Regions from separate parts of the Mus musculus genome. Here regions 1, 3 and 4 are each linked to region 2. Evidence: chromatin contacts called from public HiCAR-type and promoter capture Hi-C data. All regions are on one chromosome and are shown on one strand. The core of a region is the stretch at or near the end of the contact, and the rest is flanking DNA. Distances in the headings are between cores, read along the strand shown.

The links. Promoter capture Hi-C pulls out the DNA fragments that hold promoters and counts their contacts. HiCAR-type assays count read pairs that join an accessible place to other places.
Region 1: a contact with region 2 is called in a promoter capture Hi-C map of pre-B cells, with 5 times the contacts expected there. The contact joins the promoter of Ap1s3 here to the promoter of Irs1 in region 2.
Region 3: a promoter capture Hi-C map of hippocampal neurons shows a contact between it and region 2, with 2.8 times the contacts expected there. The contact joins the promoter of Serpine2 here to the promoter of Irs1 in region 2. A contact is called at or near these places in 1 of 39 promoter capture datasets (hippocampal neurons) and 1 of 115 datasets of contacts at active chromatin or transcription factors (astrocytes).
Region 4: a HiCAR-type map of astrocytes shows a contact between it and region 2, with 4 times the contacts expected there. The contact joins the promoter of Wdfy1 here to the promoter of Irs1 in region 2.

What each region holds. Positions count from the first base shown.
Region 1 is chr1:79,670,536-79,673,235 of GRCm38.p6, reverse strand. Ap1s3 (adaptor-related protein complex AP-1, sigma 3) reads left to right here and starts at 1,264. Exons shown (of 5, transcript NM_183027.2): 1 at 1,264-1,386. The coding sequence starts at 1,384.
Region 2 is chr1:82,290,082-82,292,781 of GRCm38.p6, reverse strand. Irs1 (insulin receptor substrate 1) reads left to right here and starts at 1,343. Exons shown (of 2, transcript NM_010570.4): 1 at 1,343-2,700. The coding sequence starts at 2,289.
Region 3 is chr1:79,857,236-79,859,935 of GRCm38.p6, reverse strand. It overlaps Serpine2 (serine (or cysteine) peptidase inhibitor, clade E, member 2), which reads left to right and starts at 1,271. Exons shown (of 9, transcript NM_009255.4): 1 at 1,271-1,425.
Region 4 is chr1:79,760,346-79,763,045 of GRCm38.p6, reverse strand. It overlaps Wdfy1 (WD repeat and FYVE domain containing 1), which reads left to right and starts at 1,277. Exons shown (of 12, transcript NM_001111279.1): 1 at 1,277-1,482. The coding sequence starts at 1,346.

The DNA.
Region 1 (2,700 bases), core at 15-2,514, 2.6 Mb after region 2:
CCCCCATAGGGCCTGGCATGAAGGAAAGGCATTAGTGGCAGGAATTCGGGAGCCCAGCTGGAGTTCTCTTTGCTTTCCTGTTCCTAGATGGGGGCTGGGGGGGCACGGGGTGTCTATATCCTGCAGATGGTTCAGATTAGATCCTGGAGAGGAATTCCGTCGACTTATGGGTCTAAGAGCCATTTAGACAAAGGTTAACCTTTAAGAGTCATTGTCTCTCTTTGGGTATATGGCGAAACCAGCCCATTCTCCCCAAATCAATCTGTGCTAAAACTCTGCTTAGAACTCGGAGACCTGGAGATTCTTTATTCCGGCTTAAAACTCCCCTAATTGTTTAGCCAATACCAAGTGGTCTGTCCTGAAACCATACACATAAGAGCAACACTAAAAGACCGAGCAGTAACACACACACACACACACACACACACACACACACACACACGCACACACACACCCCTAAAGAAAAAAGAAGCCACGATTTCAAATGAAACTGCGCCGGGGCAGGGTGGGTGGGTATACCTGGGGAAGAGGGGAATTTAAGGGAAGAAAGGGGAAAATGATGTAATTATATTTTAATTTAAATAACAAAACAGTCTAGGCCTAAAAATCAAGGGGAAGAAAAACAGCTGAAGAAAAACAAACACCACTCCCCCCCCCCCCGAGTTTCAGTACCTTAATGTAATAGAAAACTTTAAGCGGAGAGGGCTATGAATGTTCTTGAATTGCAATTTTGGTAAAAAGCAAAACAAAACTCAAGGGAGTGTGTGTGAAAACATTTTTCATGTATTTCTAGCTCTGGGAACTGCTCTCTCCCTGAGGTGTAGGGCCAGACTGCTTTTTACACTTTTCTCAGGTGTAAAGGCAAGCATCTTCTTTTGGCGGAAGGTCGCCAGTCCCATTCATGAAGCACACAACGTGGCAGCAGAAGAAGGATCGCAGACCCCAGACCAAAAGGGAAGCTGGGGCACCAGGCGCGGTCAGCGCAGAAGGTGCGCGCGCAGGTGTAAGCACTGCCCTGGGTGGGGCTAGCGGTGATGAGGGGCGTGGCGAACTGCGGGGTCCCCGTGGCGCAGGAGAGCAAAGGAAGAACCAGGGGGAGGAGGAGGGAGTGAGAAAGGGTAAAAGGGGGAGCTGGAGCGGGAGGCTTGTGAAGAGGCAGAGAAGGAGTGACACAATTTGAGGAAGCCAGGAGGAAGGTGTGTGGGAGGAGCGGAGGGGAGGAGCAGCCCGGTGCGGGGAGGAGTCTGCAAACTTTCAGTTCAAGGGCATTGTGGGAAGTAGCCATGGTCTGAGGCTAGCGCCTCACCTGTCAGCCGCCCGGGCTGCTACAGTCTCTTCTGGCCCTCGCATCCCGGGCAATCGCTGCTGTAGGGACCCGGGACCATGGTGAGTAGGGCTGAGCATCGTGATGGAGCTGGTCGAGGCGGTGCGCGCTCCAGGTGACACCTGCGGCTCCAGGGCCGAACACGCGGCTGGGGAGGGGGTACGCGCCTAACCTGGCTCTGGGTACCGCCGAGTCACAGGCGAGGGTGGCCCGGCTGCTCCGGACAGTGCAGGTCTCCCCGTTCCTGCGAGTCCCACGGACACCGGGCACCGCTCTTCATTCATTTCAGTCTCTTTCTCTGATCGCTTGGTCCGAGCCAGGCGCTGGGGATGTCGCGGGGGACCAGGTGCTTAACACTGGTAGGAAAGGATGCCTAGGGAAAGAGACGGTGATGGAATGGTGAAATAAAAATAACTTTCCAGAGCGAGGAGAACTCCCAAGCCTCAAGAAACCCGCCTGAGAGGTAATTTTTGATTTGGTGGCCTTTTTGAGGAAGTGACATTTGAGCTCCCCGAGGTGTTTTGGTAGAGCGCAGCAGTTGGAGGGGTGAGCGACTGTGAAGAGGAGAAATGAAACCCCGGTTTGTGGCTGGAGAGGCGGGAGGGATACCAGGTAGCAGTTCTTCATAAAGTAGAGTTTTGGGTTTTGATTCGCTCGAATTTTAACAGGAGTAGTGACCGTATCCATTCTACACTTCCTGAACCCTTTGATTGATGATGGAGAATGGACTGAGATGTGGGGGGGTGGGGGCGTGGGGTGGAATTCCTATCAAGATGAAAGCCCGGAGACCCGCTACACTCAGAAGTGGATATCCAGCTCTGGGTGGAAGCAATACCTGAGGTTTCTCTCGCGCTGGCTTTCTGCTGGGACAGTGACTAGTTTGGTAGCCTGTCCCACTTCCCTGGTTGTGCACACTTCCCAAATTCTCAGAGAAGTGACCTCCTGAAGGCACTCTCTGGATGCACGACAGAGAGCAGGTGACTTTAGAAAGAAGGTTGAGTTGGAGTAGTCCATTGCTGAGACACCCGGACAGATAGCCCAGAGGATGTCGGCAGGGTTCCCAGCGTGCCCATTTTTTGTTTGTTGAGGTAAATGCAGGGTGCAAAAAGGCCCCTGTAAATAACGGAGCAGCTCTCTTGGCTTGCTCAAGTTTCCCAAGGAACAAGGTACCCAGGAAGATAGCTCATTTGCCTAATGGAGGTGGGATGAAGGCTGGTTCCCAAGTATCTATGGAGCCCAAAGCTGCTTACTTCTTGAGGAAGGGGCAGGATTTGAGGTAAGGCCCTGAGTTCTAAACAGCACAAGGTGGGAGTTTTGTTTTTCTCCTCTCGTGTCAAATGACCTTCAGAATCTGGGAAGGTTCTCCAGCTTTCCCT
Region 2 (2,700 bases), core at 94-2,593:
AACGTCACATTTGTAGGTCTTTAATGCCGGTTGGGCTAGACAGGGACACCCTGCTTGATTTATAGGTCATCTTAAAAAGAAAAAGAAAAAAAAAAACTTTGGGGAGCGTCTGCTTGTGGTGAGACTAAGAAATAGGCTTTGCAAAGAGGCTGCTGACCCGTTTTCATCAAGAAGTACCCATTTTCCTGTGCAGCCTAGCCACTTATCCTTGTCTCCCACTTATCCTTGTGGTCAAGGTTAAAAGTGTATAGGGTCGTCTAATGCTCGTGCAAACTATGAAACAAACATCTGCTAACATATACACAGTAAGGGTGTACACTTAGGAACTCTCTGAAGGTCCTTTACATCTTTAAAAAAAATCACAAATAGACTTACGAATGTGATAAGGGGTGCCAGGTTTCCTCCAGCCCCCGCCCCCCACCTTTTGCACTAACTAACCCTTAAGTGTGAATCCCTCTTCACCTGCATGAAGGAAGAGAAATGGTGACTTTTACATTTTATTTCCTTAGTGATCAGCGGCTAATAGTGCCAGGTGTGAGATCCCAGGTCGCGATTCCGAGAGACCCTAACCTAGCCAACAGTCATTGCCCTTGGGCGTCCCTCTCTGTTTCTTCCAGGTGCTTCACCACGGTACGTCCGGAGATTCCAGGTGGAAGACTGGCTCAGAAGTCCTTTAGAAAATCTTACAAAAATGTAGATCTCCCTACCAGGGCCTCTCACCCAGACACCGACATCCAGCTGCCTCCCGGGGGTCGCCTTTACCTGTTGGGTGAGAGCTAGCAGGTCACCCGCGTCCCCTCCGCCCCAGCGCCCCCACCCTCTCGGGGCTCTGCAGCCGCAGTGCACCCCCCCTCTCACTGCCCCCTCCCTCACTCCTGCGTCTTCCCCAGATCCCCCCCTCCCGTTTTCCCAGACTCCCCTCCTGCTTTCCGGTAGCCACCCAAACAAGCCTGCCCTCCCGCCGCGGGGATTCCTACGGGCCGGGGGCGCTCTGGGTGGCACGGGCGTGGGAGACACAGCGCCCCGGGCTCTGCCGGCCACGCAGGGGCGCTGCCCGAGCGCTGCAGCAAAGGGCCAGCGCGGGCGCCTCTGCGGCACGGCCAGGGGGTGGAGAGGGGCGGGCGTGGGGCGGGCTCGGCCCGGAATGTAGAGCGAGCAGGGAGAGGGAGAGAGACCCGGGCTGGAGCCTCCCGGCGGCGGCCAGGCTGCTGAGCGCAGAGGCTCCGTCACGTGTTTTGCTCCTCTGGAGTGAGACGGCGGCGCGGTCTGAAGAGGGCCAGCGCGCGGTGCCAGCCGCCGCAGCCGCCGCTTGTTTTGGTTGGGGCTCTCGGCAACTCTCCGAGGAGGAGGAAGGAGGAGGGAGGAGGAGGAGGGAGGAGAAGGAGGGAGGAGGAGAGAAGTAACTGCAGCGGCTGCGCCTCGGGAGGACCGGGCGTCTTCCCCGATCTCTTCCCAAACCTCCCCCGCTCCCCGCCTCCCTCCCTCGTCCCCTCCCCTCCTCCCTTGCGGACTGGAGCTAGGGGCAGGGATGAGCCTGTCCCTCTGGACCGTCCCCTGCTCCCCCAGCTGCCCAGTAGCGTTGCGCGTGGAAAAGCCACTTTCCCCGCCCGCCGAGATGGGCTCGAGTGCGGGCTGCAGAGGACGCGTCCTCGGGCGGCAGCAGCAGCAGCAGCAGCAGCAACAGCCGCAGCGCCGCGGTCTCTGCGATTGAGCTGGTATTTGGGCGGCTGGTGGCGACGGGGACGGTTGAAGGGTGGGAGGAGGCAGAGGAGGAGGAGGAGAAGGAGGAGGGAGAACCCGGTGCAACGTTGGGACTTGGCAGCCCGCCTCCCCCTGCCCAAGGATATTTAATTTGCCTCGGGAATCGCTACTTCCAGAGGGGAACTCGGGAGGGAAGGCGCGCGCGCCTAGAGAGCCAAGCGGGGACTCCTCGGGCCATCGCTGCCTCCCTACATCGGACTCGACCAGGGGCGGCAAGGGATGCACCATAGCTCCTTCTCTGCTGCAGGGACTGGGGGAGACATAGTCCTCGGAAGATTGCGGCTGCACTCACCCTAGACCCACTGCCCTTCCCTCTGGGCATGAAACGCCCTTAAACTCGGATCAGGCTATCTTCCTTGGCGCAGTTACCTCGTCCTTCGGCTGCCCCTCCCCAGCTCCAGGAACAGCGTGAATTTTGGAGTCAGAATTTCTGCGAGCTTCCTCCAGCCCGGAGTGCATGTGCGGGGCCGCACTGAGAAGCCACCCCTCACCCAGTTTTTCAACACCTCCCTCTGCTCCGCAGCAGCATGGCGAGCCCTCCGGATACCGATGGCTTCTCAGACGTGCGCAAGGTGGGCTACCTGCGCAAGCCCAAGAGTATGCATAAGCGCTTTTTCGTGCTGCGGGCGGCCAGCGAGGCCGGGGGCCCAGCGCGCCTGGAGTATTATGAGAACGAGAAGAAGTGGCGGCACAAGTCGAGCGCCCCCAAACGCTCGATCCCCCTCGAGAGCTGTTTCAACATCAACAAGCGGGCTGACTCCAAGAACAAGCACCTGGTGGCTCTCTACACCCGAGACGAACACTTTGCCATTGCCGCGGATAGCGAGGCTGAGCAAGACAGCTGGTACCAGGCTCTTCTGCAGCTGCATAATCGGGCAAAGGCCCACCATGACGGGGCTGGAGGAGGCTGCGGCGGTAGCTGCAGCGGCAGCTCTGGCG
Region 3 (2,700 bases), core at 22-2,521, 2.4 Mb after region 2:
CACAGAGATCATCCGGAAACACTGATATTTATATGACAACTCATAACAGTAGCAAAGTCACAGTTATGAAGTAAGAAGGAAAATAATAGTGCTATGGGGGGGGGGGGGCGCACCACAACATGAGGAACCATACCTATTAAAGGGCTGCACCATTAGGAAGGTTGAGAACCACTGCTCTAGTAGTTTCTTATCTGCTTCCCCTCCTATCTGTAGCACTGCACCCTAATCCAGTGCCTTGTGCATCTGAGGCAAGCACCCTACCACCTAGCCACACCCTCAGTCCCTAATGCCTTCATCTGGAAAGCTGCTCTCAGTTTTTCAAGTCACACACACACACACACACACACACTCACACACACGGGTGGGGGAGTGTCTGTCATGGACACAGCTGTGTCAGTGTGGTTGCTCAGAGATCTGAGTTGCTCTAGCACTAGGTGCAGTTTATTTCACAGCCCTAAAGAGATTTACGGCTGTTTTTTCTTCATTGGGGCCAAACATGGGGCCTGATAGGGAGGGCGTTGCACCAAAGGCAACAGAGACTACCATGAAAGTCCCTACAAACCTAACCTGAGCAGAGGACTGAAGAATGCAGAAAGGGACACTCAGGTAACAGACCATGGGACATAACAGCCATCTGTTGCTGGCCTTGGGTCTGATAAGGTCTCAGGGGCTGAAGGTGTAGGTTCAAAACACCTGGATCTTCGGAGCTCTGAGAGTACTTCATGCTATCACCACAAGCAAGGGGTCAGTTTTCTGCATGTCCTTGCTTGTCATGTGCCTAGGAATCCCACAGCCAGCTCATCCACTAAGCAGGGATAAGTTGACTCTGGGGCACCTGGAGGACCTGTTCTAGACCTCCACGTCCTAGCTCCGTTATTTCCATCACCTGCAGGATTGCACACTGTCACCCCCCCCCCAACACCCCCAGACGACGCGTCTTGCGTCTCAGGGGCACACCACTGGCTTCTGTGTCGCCCACTCCTCTCCACTCCCCACAGGCTCATCCGGACGATCCACGTGCAGCTCGACCGGGGGTTGGCGCCGCACCTCGAGCCCGGCGCGTCTGGCCGGAGCTTTCTGGGGACCCGAACCCCCCAACCCCCGCGAGAGGGCGGCATCTGGCGACCGCGGGTCGGGCAGGGGGGCGTCCTAAAGTCCCCTGCGGTGCAGAGACGTTGCGGCCGGCTGCCACACAAAGGCGGCGGCGGGAAGGCGGGGCGGGGCGGGCCGGGGGGCGGGGGAGGCAGGAAGGGGCGGGGGCGGCGGCGGCGATAAAGCCCCCGCGCGGCCCGGCCGGCTAGTGCAGTGGTTGCACGGGAGTGCGGGCTGCACGCGTCACCGTCACCGCCGCCTGTCCCCCACCGCCGCGCAGCGCCGATCTCCCTCCCGGTTTCGGCCGCCACCTGGGGATCCAAGCGAGGACGGGTGAGTAGCAGCTGCGGGGTTCCCGCTGCTCGGAGGGGAGCCGGGGACTGTCCCCGGGGCAGCACCGCGACCGGTTGCTGGGGCGGGAACTTTCTCGAACCGCCTCGGGCCCCGCTGCGAGCGCTCCTGGCTCCCGCGTCCCTGTCCCCGAGGGTTTGGGCGTCCAGGTGTGCCGGAGGCTGACGGAACGCTCGCCGAGCTCGGGGTGGGTCCAGCAGGACTGCAAACCGTGACCCTGAACCCGAGGCGACTGGGCACTCACGGGTAGCACCGACCCCACACTTTTCCCGTGCGCGGGTCCCTGTCCCGGGCGACCGGCTCTCACTTGTAACCTTTGCCTGTGCAGTGTGGAGGTGGGCAGCGGTTTGGGGAAGGACTTCAGTTCACACTGGCCTTTGCAACAGGCTTGTCCCTAGGATACAGTAGCAGCTCTTTGCGATTTCTTATTTATTTTCATCATCTGTGGACCAGGGAATTGCGAGGCCGGTGAGTGACTCCAGGTAAGGTGAAAGTACTCAGAAATCCTCGGAGGAATTAGGTATTTAATTTGCCCCCACGATGAGCAGAGAGGGAAAGCTGCTATTACATAAGACAGCACTCCACCTTCAGGTATTAGGGAAGGTGCTGTTGAGGATTTTTAGTGTTTTAATGAACAAAACAGAATCTCCGCGTGTCTCTCCAGAGAAATCTCCAAACGCCGCTGGATCTTGCTTTGACTACTTTGCTGGGAACGTTCTTATATTTAGCATGAACATAAAAAGGTGTTTGAAGGTTTAACTTTTCTCTTTCAAGCCAGGAGGCAGTTTACTTTTCTGAACTGTTCTAGAACAATTGATCTGATCATCTTGTACTTTGGAGATTTTGTATCTGAATGGGAATACAGATAATGGGAGAAATGTCAGCATTACCGATTTGTGTATCTGAAGCACACTTAAAAATTGAAGGTGCTTTGAACACTTTCTGTGGTTCTAAAACAATAATTATACCCTGTTGGCAACATTTAAGCAAAAAAAAAAAAAAAAAAAAAAAAAATCTCAAGAGCTTCGCCACAGATAATGGAACCGTCAACAATGGAGTTTTAGCTGTTTTTTTCAGAGTAGTGTTTGAAATTTTTGTTCAGCTAAGGGTGACTCCTGAAGGTCATGAGCCGATGTCATCGTTCCTTCTTCTTTGAAAGAATCTAGGCAGAAATTTTCTCCCATGAACTTGACAAATTAGCACAGTAAGACAGAAATTGCCGAATCTCTAAAGGATGCTAATTTTCGGCCTCACACA
Region 4 (2,700 bases), core at 28-2,527, 2.5 Mb after region 2:
GTCAGTCTCTCAGTCATTTTTATACTTCTACATGCTTAGGGAGGGGCCTAGACTATCCGGTCAGTTTCAGGAACTTCCTCAAGCTATTTTGAGTTGTTCACTTTCGGAGCACCAGAAGCTTCCCCGAGGCAGCAAAGTTTCACCTTCTCTTCGAACACCCTGTGAGCACCCTCTGTCTTACTGAGCTTCCCTCTCAGATGAACTCTTTTAACCTCAGAGAAAACTGCTACCCAACACTCAGAACCTTGTACTTTCTAAGTAAGAATTTTCCCGCTGGATTAGTTACCTTTTTCACTGCTGTGAAGCAAACTACCAGACTAAAGGCAACTGAAGGAAGGAAGGAAGGAAGGGGTTATTTTAGTTCAGGGTTTGTGGGTCAAGAACCCGTGGTTTGTGTGTACTGCAGTTTGGGTAATAGTAGTAACAGCGTGTGTGGGATGAAGGGCTGAAAAGGGAGCTGTGTGAAATTCTGACTGGGTTTCTCGATTATGGCCCTTAAAACATACTATCAGTGTCGTCCAGCCAAAACCCATCAGGAATTCACCTGCAGTTGGACAAGTGAGGTTGGCTGTGTGTTAGCAGAGGGTGCCTCGTGGAGAGGGAGCCATTTGGCATCTGGGTAACACAGCAACTGAAGGATAAGGGTTGGTGCTGGGTGATTTGGAGAAGGTTTAAGGAAAAAGAGCTTTTCTTCGGACAGGAAGTTGGCAGGAAATGGTGGTGTTGAGGGGCGGGCTGAGGTAAATAAAAAATTGTATATTCTAACTGGAGGAGAAAGCTGTAACTGGGGGTGGGGGTGGGGAGATAGTCACAATCTCCTGAACAGAAAAGTGTCCCATTGTGGTAGTTTGCACAATGTTAACAATCATAGAGTAGAATTATGCACAGGCTATGAGCGTTTGGATGATGGTACCAGTCGCAGCTCCCAGGGGGAGCTGCTTGTGAGTTTTTTTTTTTTTTCCACCTTTTAACAAGCCTGAAATTGGGGTGTGTCTTTCAAACAATGGCTTCTTAGGGTGGATGCGGTGCGATACTGTTTGAGGGGCAGGTGCTTGTGTTCTGCTACTGCTCAGCTCAATCCGTTTCCGGGAGAATTATTTGGCTTTTTAACCTTCACCAAGATCCTGTTTTTTGTTGTTGTTTTTGTTTTTGTTTTTTTAGGGTTCCTTCCGGGGTCACAGAATTATAACTGTGCGGCTTCACCAAGTACTACGGGAATCTGCGGCAGTGCTCGCGAGCTTACGGCGGCGTGGAGCACACGCGGCTGGGTTGCCCTAAGCAACCGGCGCGTCCCCGCCCGGCGGTCAGCTGATGGGCCGCCCGCGGGGGAGGCCGCGGCTCGAACATGGCGGCGGAGATCCACTCCAGGCCTCAGAGCAGCCGCCCGGTGCTGCTGAGCAAGATAGAGGGCCACCAGGACGCCGTCACCGCCGCGCTGCTCATCCCCAAGGAGGACGGCGTGATCACCGCTAGCGAGGACAGGTAGAGTCTGGGAGCACGCGGGGGCCGGGGCGTGAGGTGGTGACGACCACGAGGCGTGGGGATCGTGGGGTCCGCGATTCTGCCTCCCTTCTTGTTGTCACCCCGGACGGAGCGGCCACCCTCTCTCCCACGTCCCCGTAGTCCACCGAGATCCTGGTGCCGTCAGGCGGATCTGTCTTACTCCCCTAGTCTGGGACCTATCCCCCTCCGCGCGCCTTTAGTCTTGGGAACCCCAACAGCCCCAGACCGTCCCACTGCGCCCTTTCAGTCCGGAATCAGGTTCTCCAGCGCCCCCTTTATCACGGGACCCCGACCCAGACCCACAGACTCTTCTGTCCCTGGACCCCGTCCTATAGCACCATAAACCACTGACCAACCCTCCAGATCCCCTCCAGTCTCGGGACCCTGTTCCACAATTCATCTCCAGTCTGGGACCCTGATCCACAGGGCTCATCCCACTCAGGACCCACCCATTCTGGGACCCTGGACCTCACACGACCTCTCTAGTCCAAAGTCTTTCTTCAAAGGTCTTTAGTTCCGGACCTTCGCCACACCCTTCTAACCTGGGACCTAGTCCCTCCATCTCCCCATCCTGACAGAACCCCTGTTCCCACCGCTGGCTTGCAGTCCAGGGTTCCCAGTGCACACCCCTGCGAGTCGGTACTCCAGTCCTAGCTTCTAGCTAGCCTCTTGCCCCCGTTGCCGTCCTGTCCCGTGGTGCTGCTCCAACCTTTGCCTCCTGTGTCTTCCTGGCTGGGGCTTACCTGGTGCTCCAGAGTTCCTGTGTTCTCCTGGGACCGTTCCAAGTCCCAGAGGACTAGTAGCTAATTACCTTGGGACCTGGTGCGGCTGTTTATTCCTTACATGGAACCCCACGGGCATTCACCTCTTCCTTCTAATTTGTTTGGGGGCTGAGGTTAGGTTGTATACTTTCCTGTGCTTCTCCTGGCTTCAGGGTCAGTTGTTTGTTTGTTTGTTTGAACCATAGCTGCTAGAACTATCTGAACTCTTACTGACCAAAGAGTTTTCGATTTTTGTACAAAAAGTGATTAGTTAGTTCTTTAAAAGTCCAGATGCACTTATTTTAAAAGGAAAATTTATTTACAAATAAGTAATTTTATTTACAAGTAATTTAGCCCCACAAGTAGGAAACAGAAGGTCATTTACCACAAGACTAAAACAAGCCGTTATCAATGTTCCTATGTAGTTCTGCCGGTG